Linked DNA regions of Hordeum vulgare: regions 2 and 3 are each linked to region 1. The links are chromatin contacts, called in public Hi-C and HiChIP or PLAC-seq maps. All regions are on one chromosome and are shown on one strand. Each heading gives the region's core, a stretch centred on a gene start, on an enhancer-like site or on the middle of the called end of the contact. The rest is flanking DNA. Distances are from core to core; before and after follow the strand shown. Region 1 holds the start of LOC123427162 (ABC transporter F family member 4-like). Region 2 holds the start of LOC123428620 (gamma-tubulin complex component 2). Region 3 holds the start of LOC123430486 (BTB/POZ domain-containing protein At2g24240-like).

The links. Hi-C and Micro-C count contacts between places; a contact is called where the count stands out from the background. HiChIP or PLAC-seq counts read pairs in DNA pulled down with a chosen protein or histone mark.
Region 2: a Hi-C map of leaf shows a contact between it and region 1, with 3 times the contacts expected there. The contact joins the promoter of LOC123428620 here to the promoter of LOC123427162 in region 1. A contact is called at or near these places in 3 of 6 Hi-C or Micro-C datasets (leaf and seedling) and 1 of 1 datasets of contacts at active chromatin or transcription factors (embryo).
Region 3: an H3K4me3 HiChIP or PLAC-seq map of embryo shows a contact between it and region 1, with 4 times the contacts expected there. The contact joins the promoter of LOC123430486 here to the promoter of LOC123427162 in region 1. A contact is called at or near these places in 4 of 6 Hi-C or Micro-C datasets (leaf and seedling) and 1 of 1 datasets of contacts at active chromatin or transcription factors (embryo).

Annotation. Positions count from the first base shown.
Region 1 is chr2H:548,042,695-548,045,619 of MorexV3_pseudomolecules_assembly, forward strand. LOC123427162 (ABC transporter F family member 4-like) reads right to left here and starts at 1,406. Exons shown (of 12, transcript XM_045111134.1): 1 at 1,057-1,406; 2 at 526-729; 3 at 229-410. The coding sequence starts at 1,164.
Region 2 is chr2H:548,273,752-548,276,676 of MorexV3_pseudomolecules_assembly, forward strand. LOC123428620 (gamma-tubulin complex component 2) reads left to right here and starts at 1,558. Exons shown (of 23, transcript XM_045112832.1): 1 at 1,558-1,827; 2 at 1,926-1,983; 3 at 2,722-2,856; 4 at 2,921-2,925. The coding sequence starts at 1,607.
Region 3 is chr2H:547,855,440-547,858,364 of MorexV3_pseudomolecules_assembly, forward strand. It overlaps LOC123430486 (BTB/POZ domain-containing protein At2g24240-like), which reads right to left and starts at 1,403. Exons shown (of 1, transcript XM_045114355.1): 1 at 1-1,403. The coding sequence starts at 1,038.

The DNA.
Region 1 (2,925 bases), core at 156-2,655:
CATTTGACACTTCCCATGTTACTTCCAGAAGTAAGGACAACAACTACACCATGTCTTCTCACTAGTCCATTTGGCATCTAACATACTGAACATATACAAAAGCTATTCCCCGCACAAAATAACATATACAGAAGAACACAAAATAACATATAAAGAAACTATTCCCCACACAAAATAACATATACATAAGCTATGAAACTAAAAAGAAGAGAAGAACAAGTTCCACACCTTACGATCCTGAAAAAGTGTGTGAATGTTTCCTGGATCAAGTCATCACACTCAAGGTCCAACATTAGGACGCAAGACCTGACCTTGGCAATGGTTTCCAGCATGGAAACTCGCTTTGCAAACAATGGGCTTTGGGCATCATCCAGCTTGCCAAAAGCGTCCACAACCACTGTGAACACACCCTGAAGCCGCCAAATAAATAGAAGGGTTAGCCGCCAAGTAAATAGAAGGGTTAGCCGCCAAGTAAGTAGAAGGGTTAGCCGCCAAGTTACAATGTTTCATCATGAGAAGACTCACCCTCATCACGTTATCCTCGTAAGGGGGGTCTGGTGCGGTGACCCTGGTAACCTCAGTTAGGCAACATGCTATACCAACCTTGACCCCCGGGTCAGGGTGGTTTAGCAGATCATCTCTGACCAAAGCATGCATCATGGGCTGAAGAGCAGTGCGCATGCTTTCGGGTGGCGCCTGGTCCACCCTGGACAACCAGATCTCTGCTTCCTGCATAAACGGAACATCAATTGTGAGTATCTAGTCTAGGAATCAAAATAGCAATCAATCCCTGTAACTAACCAGTTAGGGTACAATCTAACGCTAAATAAATAATAGCACTGCAAGGGTAACTTGTCCTTGTGACTACTCTCCTACCAAACAAAAACAGTGATAACAGCGAAAGGCAAAGGCAGTGATTCTGCGCAGGGGCCGGGAGGCGATAAATCTCTAACCTTATCTAAAAAGTATAAAATATCGAGGGATACGAGAGCACTGATAACAGCGAAGGCAACCAGAAAAAAAAAAGCAGTGATTCGAATTCGCCTGGGCGCTCACCTCGAGCAACGCCTGCAGCTCCTTGTTGGACTCCGGGAGCGAGACGAAGCGCGCGGCGACGTCGCGCAGCCGCCGCTCGACCTCCATCTGCGCGCCCCCCGACGCCATCAGCGGGGAGGGCTCGGTCCCCGCCCCAATCGGGGGACGGTGGAAGGATCTAGCCGGTGGAGGTGGTTAGGGTTTCGGGAAGGAGGGGGTCGTGGGCGGAGGGGGGGGGGAGACGGGAGCACGAAAGCTTTGGGTGGGTAGTTTGGGGGGGAGTTTTGGCGATAGAGACGAACGGGATTTCTACTTCAATTTTTTCCCTCCTCTCTCTCCTCCCCTACCCTACCCCACCCTACTCTCTCGCTCTCTCTCCATCCGCGAGTCGTGGTGCGGACGGTTTTACCCGCTTTGGGTTGTGGGTTCGGTCTGGGCCAGACGTGGGGTACTTATACTCGCACGGGTAAATCTTTTCCAGCTACGTTATAAATGCCTGCTATAAATAGCGAATATCGTAATATTTGTGTGGGCTGGGGTGTTGAGTGTGAAATTGGGGTATTTTGCTGGTGGCTAGGGTTGTGAACGTGAAACCCGGGTAATTTGAGGGTTGTGATGCGAGGTTCTCTGTTTTGAATGGACGGCCTAGAATAAAATAGGGTAATTATGATAAATCTTTTCAAGGTATGCTATAAATGCCTCCTAGAGATAAAGACAAATTGTTAGGTGGCTGGTAGGGTTTTCAGTGTAGAATTGGAGTATTTTGTTGGTGGCTACGGGTATATATGTAAAACCTTGAGTAATTTAAGAAGTTTGTGGTTTGTGGTGTAATGTTTTTCTTTTGAACGAATGGACGAGAATAAAAGATGACAATCGGAGTAAAACTTCTCACGTATGCTATGAACGTGTGCTAAAGATAGAAACAAAACGTTAGGTGACAGGTAGTTTTATGCAAAGTTTGACTTTTGCTAGCGGGAGGGTAACAACATGTACCCAAGGCAATATTAGTGGGTTTTGAAGTTGTGATGTAAAAAAACCATTTCAAACGATTTGGTGAGAATAAAAGGTGGCCAGTAGATTTGTGTAGGATTCTTTTTCTACGATTTTTCTTTATATACTATAGATGTCTACTAAAGATAGAGATGGCAACATATAAACCTCTGATCACAAAGCTTGATGGGGTCATAAATGCAAAATTATGGAGGTGGCTAGGGTTCAAAATGTGAATCCAGGAATACTTATGGTGATATGTAGGGTTTAAATGTGAATGAATGGTACTTTGGTGGTGCCTCGGGGTTGTAAATATGAATATATGACCTTTTTCTATGTCAATGAGAGTTTAATACATGAAAATAGGGTGTTTTAGTGTGCCAAGGGGTGTAGGTGTAAATTTAGGGTGCTCCTTTTGCGGTGGCTAAGGGATTTAATATGAATCTAGGTTTTTTGTGTTATGGCGGGGTTGTAGGTGTAAATTTAGGGTACTCCTTTTGTGGTGGCTAAGGGTTTAAATATGAATTTAGGGTTTTTTGTGTTATGGCGGAGTTGTTAGTGCAAATGTTATGTTTAAACAATGTGATGATAACATAAGGTCATGGGTGGAGTTTATGGAGGGTTATTTGCGTCAATGATAGTTAATTGTTTATTGCACACATGGAAGATACATTTATAAACTTATCTGCCACAGTTATGACATCTCCAAATTTTCGGATACACGTGTGTTTGGACACGTGAGGGGAGTGTACCCTAGTTGTCGAGATCCTTTTTTTGTATTATCTTTCATAAAAGGTCAAGAGCACTCGTACTAAAAGAACCATTTAAAAACCAAACTGTCACCTATTGTCCTTTCATCGGCAATCGAAGCGATGTAAGATACTATCTGCCATATATATG
Region 2 (2,925 bases), core at 308-2,807, 230 kb after region 1:
GACAACTTGACCTAGAGGCTCTCTTCGAAGACAAAGAAAACTTCAGATTCGAGACAATACATTTCGAGACCGCGCCGTTTTGCACGGGCTAGAGAGCCATCCTCGACATGTCCGCCTATGTAAAATCATGGTGATACCCCTCATACACATACCTTCAACTGAAGATGCCATGGCCAAACAGTACGATCACCATCCAGTGCAGCACCGAGAAAGCACTTGAGGCGGAGGTTGCCAACCATCTTCAAAAAAATGCTTGTCATAGGAATAAAGAAAAGTACTCCCTCCGTTTCAAAATAAGTGTCGCTACTTTAGTATTATATTCATACTAATTTAATATTAAATTTGCGACACTTATTTTGAGACGGAGAGAATAGTATTAGGGCAACACTCGGAGCCGGTGCGCCGGCCGAATGTTTTCGGTCGGTCTGTCCTCAGCAGCCCGATCTGCTATGCGACACCGTCAGATCAAAGTTCCTCTGCTGTTTTTTTTTACCTTCTTCTCGTCTCCCTGAGCGCTCGCCATGCTGACCGCCCCGTCTGGGCCGCTCCGCGCTCCGGCACTCAGCTCGCCCCCTGGCCGCCGGTTGGAGCTTCATGGATGCAACTCGTCCCCGACCGCTCGCCTCCTCGGCCGCCCGTCGAAGCACCATGGATGCAGCTCCGCGACTCAGCTCGTCCAGACGCTCGCCGCCCCAGCTACCCTGCGCTCCGGGACTCAGCTCGCCCAGACCATTCGCTGCCCCCACCGCTCGCCGGCGCACTCGCACCTGCTCATGCCCGTCGGTCGCACCTCACCCCCCTGTGTTGCAAAACGCTGAAAAAAAGCTTCAACCCCCAGATGAAAAAGCTTCAACCCTAAATGGAAAAAGCTTCAACTGGCAGTGCGAATCAGGGAAAGATACATCCGCTCACACCAAATGCTTCAACCTTAGATAGAAAAAGTTTCAACCAAATGATAGAGAGAACTTTAACCAAGTGCTGCTCAAAAACGGAAAAGGTTTCAAACGTTAAAAAAAGCTTCGATCATGAAAGCAAAAAATTTCAACCGTATATAGAAAATCTTCAACCGTTAAGAAAAAAAAGCTTCAACCAAATACTTCAACGAGGGAAAGTTGCAAACGTTGACAGAAAAAGCTTCAACCGTATGTGGAAAAAGTTTCAACCGTCGTCCCGGCTGCAACATCTCGCGTGGTCACCCTCGGTCACCGCCGTCAGGCGCGGCGACTGCCGATGGAGAAGCCGCGGCGCTCACCGACGACGCCTGAGGTTGCAGGGGGAAAGGGGGAGAGGAAGGAAGAAGAAGGTAAGGCAAAAAAAAAAAACTGAAAAGGAAGACGCGGTGAGCTGGACACATGCTGGATCTAGGGGATCGAACGACAGTCACGCGACCGGCCGAACGTTTTGGCCGGCGCACTCGCGGAAAAGGTTTCGCATAGTATTATTAGTAGTCTTTTAAAAAAAAGTGCTTCCACACAAAGCATCAATTGCTTGACGGGCGTGTACCGTTGATTTCAAACAAACGGCCGGGATCTGTCCTAGCTCGACTCATCTTCCACGCTTGTCCCCGTCGCCAGTCGCCACCGCTCCTCTCCCTGCCCACCCCGAAATGGATCCCGCGCCGGCGACCCCTCGCTGGAACCTGGAGCGCCCCTACCTCACCGGACGGTTCCACCAGGTACGTCCTTCCTCTTGCCAGCAATACCCAACCCGCCCCTCCAGTATTGCTGCGCCGGCCTCACATCCCCCCCTCGTGCCATGGCAGGAGGCGAAGGTGTCCGCGGCGTCGCAGGCGCCCGGATCCAAGCCTTTCTCTATCGACTCCTTCAGGTACGTATGCCGGATAAATTCGTGTCTTGTGGACGGTTGCCTCGTGGTTCTGTTGCCTCGGGTGTCCTCTGATGCCTGGAGTTGGTTTGAATCTGCAGCCGCGGAGCTGGCGGCGGCGCTGGGAGTGTCCTCGGGTCGTACGCTGTTTCTGTGCAGGTAAGCGGAATTTTGAAATAGTTCAACCGGCGAAATTGGAGCTTGGCTTCACTTGTACTGTTTGTAAAACTGGGTCTAGGGTTTTGATTTTGAATTTGAGCTCAGTGATTTGCTAATTAGAAGGTTTTTATTTTGAATTTGAGCTCATTGATTTGGTAATTAGAAGGATTTTGGTTTGTTTTTGTTTTTGTTTTTTTACAGTATGTGAACTTTAAATCTTTGTTGATCGCTGGTTGTGATTGTAGCCACTGTGCAGGGAGTTCCATTGATGTATGGGATTGTGCTTTTTGAGATTTTCTACTTCCTGGATTTCAGCAATTGATATGCCCTCTTTATTTCCAGTAATGCAATGATTCTTACTTAGGCATCATCATTATTTTTTGGATCGGATGGCCAATCTGGTGTAGATAAAAAACAGTTTGAGATAGCAGTCTCTTTTACAAATATGCAGTTTTTTTTTGGAAAGGAAATATGCAGTTTCTGGTCCAATGTGGTTTCAGTTTTGCATTTAGAGCATATGGGTTGGTATGTTTGTGGTGCTTTAGGAAATGATGTATAACATTCACTGTAATAAGACCACATAACATTGCTGAATTTCCACACCATTTCCGAAAATAGCCATCCAGTGAGGCTTAACATCTGTACTTTCAGTTAGAAATGCTAAATTGATGGAGCTTTTGCAATCAACTGCATTGCGTAACAACTTTATTCATTGTAACTGCCCTGTTTGAAATGCAGGAGCTTTTAGTTATTGATGATTTGCTATCAGCTCTGGTGGGTATTGAGGGAAGATACATTTCCATTAAGAGAGTACGCGGAAAGGAGGGATATGTTGTCTTCCAGATTGATTCTTCAATGGACCTTGCACTCCAGGTAAGCTGTGACCATGCCAAAAAAGGGAGGATATATTTGGGTTTGGCTAATCTTGCTCTTGCAGGAGTT
Region 3 (2,925 bases), core at 153-2,652, 190 kb before region 1:
GTCGTACTGGTTGATGACGCACACGGACCGCTCGTCCTCCATGGCGATGGCGTGGAGCACGCGCTTCTCCTCCAGCGACGCGGCCGTGCCGGCGTCGGACCACGACCAGGCCACGCTCTTGTCCCGGAAATCCAGCAGCCCGATGGAACAGTTGTCCGTCTTGGGGAACAGCGTGGCCACCATGAGCGCGTTGGTTGCGTCCAGCCACTGGAGCCTGTCGGCGTCGCCCAGGGCGCAGCCGGGGGGCTCGTAGAAGAAGTCAGCCTGCTCGCCGGTGGCGCTGTCCCAGACGCCGACGCCGTACTCGTTGAGGCGGCCCTTGCAGCTGGCGAAGATCCTCGAGTCCCTGTCGAAGGCCAGCGCGCCGGCGGTGAAGGACTTGGCCTGGCGGTCGTGCTGGACGCGGAAGCGGTGACGGAGGTCCCCGGAGACGGCGGAGAAGACGGCCATCCCGCCGTCGCACTTGCCGAGGTGCTCGCGCGCGGCGATGAGCAGCGTGGCCGCGTCGAGGTAGGCGACGTCGTTGACCTGCGAGTGGTCGAGCGAGACGGGGCGGCGCTCGTCGAGCATCCAGTTGTAGACGTGCACGGCGCCCCCGTGCGCGACGCAACAGCCGCCGTCGGGCGCGGCCCGGACGGCCGTCCCGTCCCCGGGGGCGCGGCCGGGCACGGAGGACGCGAGGCGCAGGCGGTCGCCGTCGAAGCTCCCCCAGCGCGCGGCGCGGACGTGGTCGAGGAGGCCGTAGTAGAGCGCCTCCCGGTAGAGCAGCTTCTCCGGGAGGTGCGGCGGGACGTGGAGGCTGCCCGTGCGGAGCAGGTCGAGCAGCACCGCGAAGCACGCCGGGTTGCGGTCGATGAAGTACTCGGCCGCCGCGTCCTCCCCTCCGTCGGAGGCGCAGGGCACGTTCCAGGAGGCGTCGAGCAGCGCGCCGAGCATGGAGTCGCGGCCGGCGTTGGCGAGCGTGGTGGTGGTGGTCTCGAACGCCTGCCCGCCCACGTTGAAGCGCACGCGCCCGCCTCCACCCGGCCTCGCCGCCATCGAGCCGACCGACCGGGCGATCACCGCGCCATTCGCTCTCCCCCGATCAACCTCGATCGAATCGATCCCGCCGGCGAGAGGAGGATCGGGTGGGGAATGGGGTTGGGGGGGTTGGGTGAGGAGCGGATTGGGAGACTAGTTATGTGTACGCAGCCTTGATTGGCTGCTGTTGTTTTTTGTTGTGGCGGGACGGACGGAGTGGAGGGAGGGGGGGGCAAGAGATGGTGCTGCACCGCTGCTTGCTTTGGCGTGACGACTGACGACGGCGTTCTAACGGATGACAAGTCACAAGTCTCCGCTTCTCTCCCGAATGGAATTTTTTGAGCTCCTGCCCGAACCTAGTCCAGTCGTACTACATGCATTTCGATTTTGATAATCTAAGCAAGAGGAACGGAGGAGAAGTCGCCGCGCAGTCGCGGGTTCGAGGCAACACCACCACGTACGTACTCGGCCCGACCTGAGCTGAGCTGAGCAGCACTTAGGCTTAGACCGGCGCACGTTCGGACGGTACAACGCCACCGGTAGGCGCAACTGCCGAAACGTTGGCGACTACCGAGTACCGACCTGACATGGGCGAGCATCTCCAACTCTCGTGGGAGAATTCAGCAGGGCGACCCTTCCGAATCCAATCATCGCAATCGCACGGCCGGCGCGGAATCTTCCTGCCTGCCTGCTTCTGTTTTTCCGCTACTTTCTGTTTGCCTGTTTCCCCTCTTTTCCTGCTCCTGTCGGGATCGTGGCTGGGAACTGGCACGGCGACTCGGCGGCCTGCACTGCACGTTTGTTTCCCTCTCTGCGGTCGTTGGGGCTTTTGTGTGGATTCCACGGGGATTAATGGGACTTCATTGGATATTGGGGAATGATTTTTGCTTTCGGGGCGCACATGAAGGGGTCTAGGCTGCGGCCTTGTCAAGTTAAGAAGGACTTTACATTTTACAACAATGGTTGGTGTTCTGCGACACTGCACAAGCAGACGTGCTGAAGAGATTCATCCTGTTGCTGGACAAGCATCGAAGGAAGCTACTACGAATAGCATGGACTCAAGCTTCTGATTGATCTCCGGCTTGTAATAATAAAAGTGGTAGACTGTTTAGCTGTGTTTCAGGCCATAGAATTGTTGTTTGATCTCTTCCTGCTAGCGAGTTTTAAGTGGTTTCGGTTCTTGCCATTATTTAGGACATTTCCTGTGTGTCTTGCCTGATTTGGTGGGTGTTTTTTTAGTTTTGTTTTAGATGCTGGCAATACTTGGGCTGTGCTGTGGTCTGTTCTGCTTCGTTTAATAAAATGAGGCAAGGGGCGACCCCTTTCATTAAAAAAAAAGGGACTTCATTTGTTTCAACAACACGTGCGTTGTTATGTCAAAAACGCATCAATTATCTTATAGGAAGAAAATATATTATGTAATTGAATGCTCGTGCATTGCTACGGTCAACAAACATATTGATCAAAACAATATTATAACTCAAGAAAAAAATTATGATTGTATTTAGAAAAATATATCCTTACATTATACAAAGTTTATTTCTTTGCCGTAAATTATGTGTATGCTATAATCCAAAACAATAAGATTCCACTGAGACTCCAGGTGTGTTCAAAGAAAAGCTTTACTTCTACACATTATGCAAATCGAAAGTAGAACTAATTATCTCTTACAAAATTGGTTGTCAATTTGCTTGACTATTACAAAATTGCTTGATAATTTGCTTGACTAATTATATTTTACTAAGCTATGAACAATCTTCCTGACTAATTATCTCTTACTTACCTATAGATAATCCGTTTGACTATTACAAAATTGCTTCCATTTTTTATTAAACAATTTTTAGATACAAGTATCACAAGAACATCGATGCGCTTTGTTTTTCCCGCCTAAACTCAAGGCACACC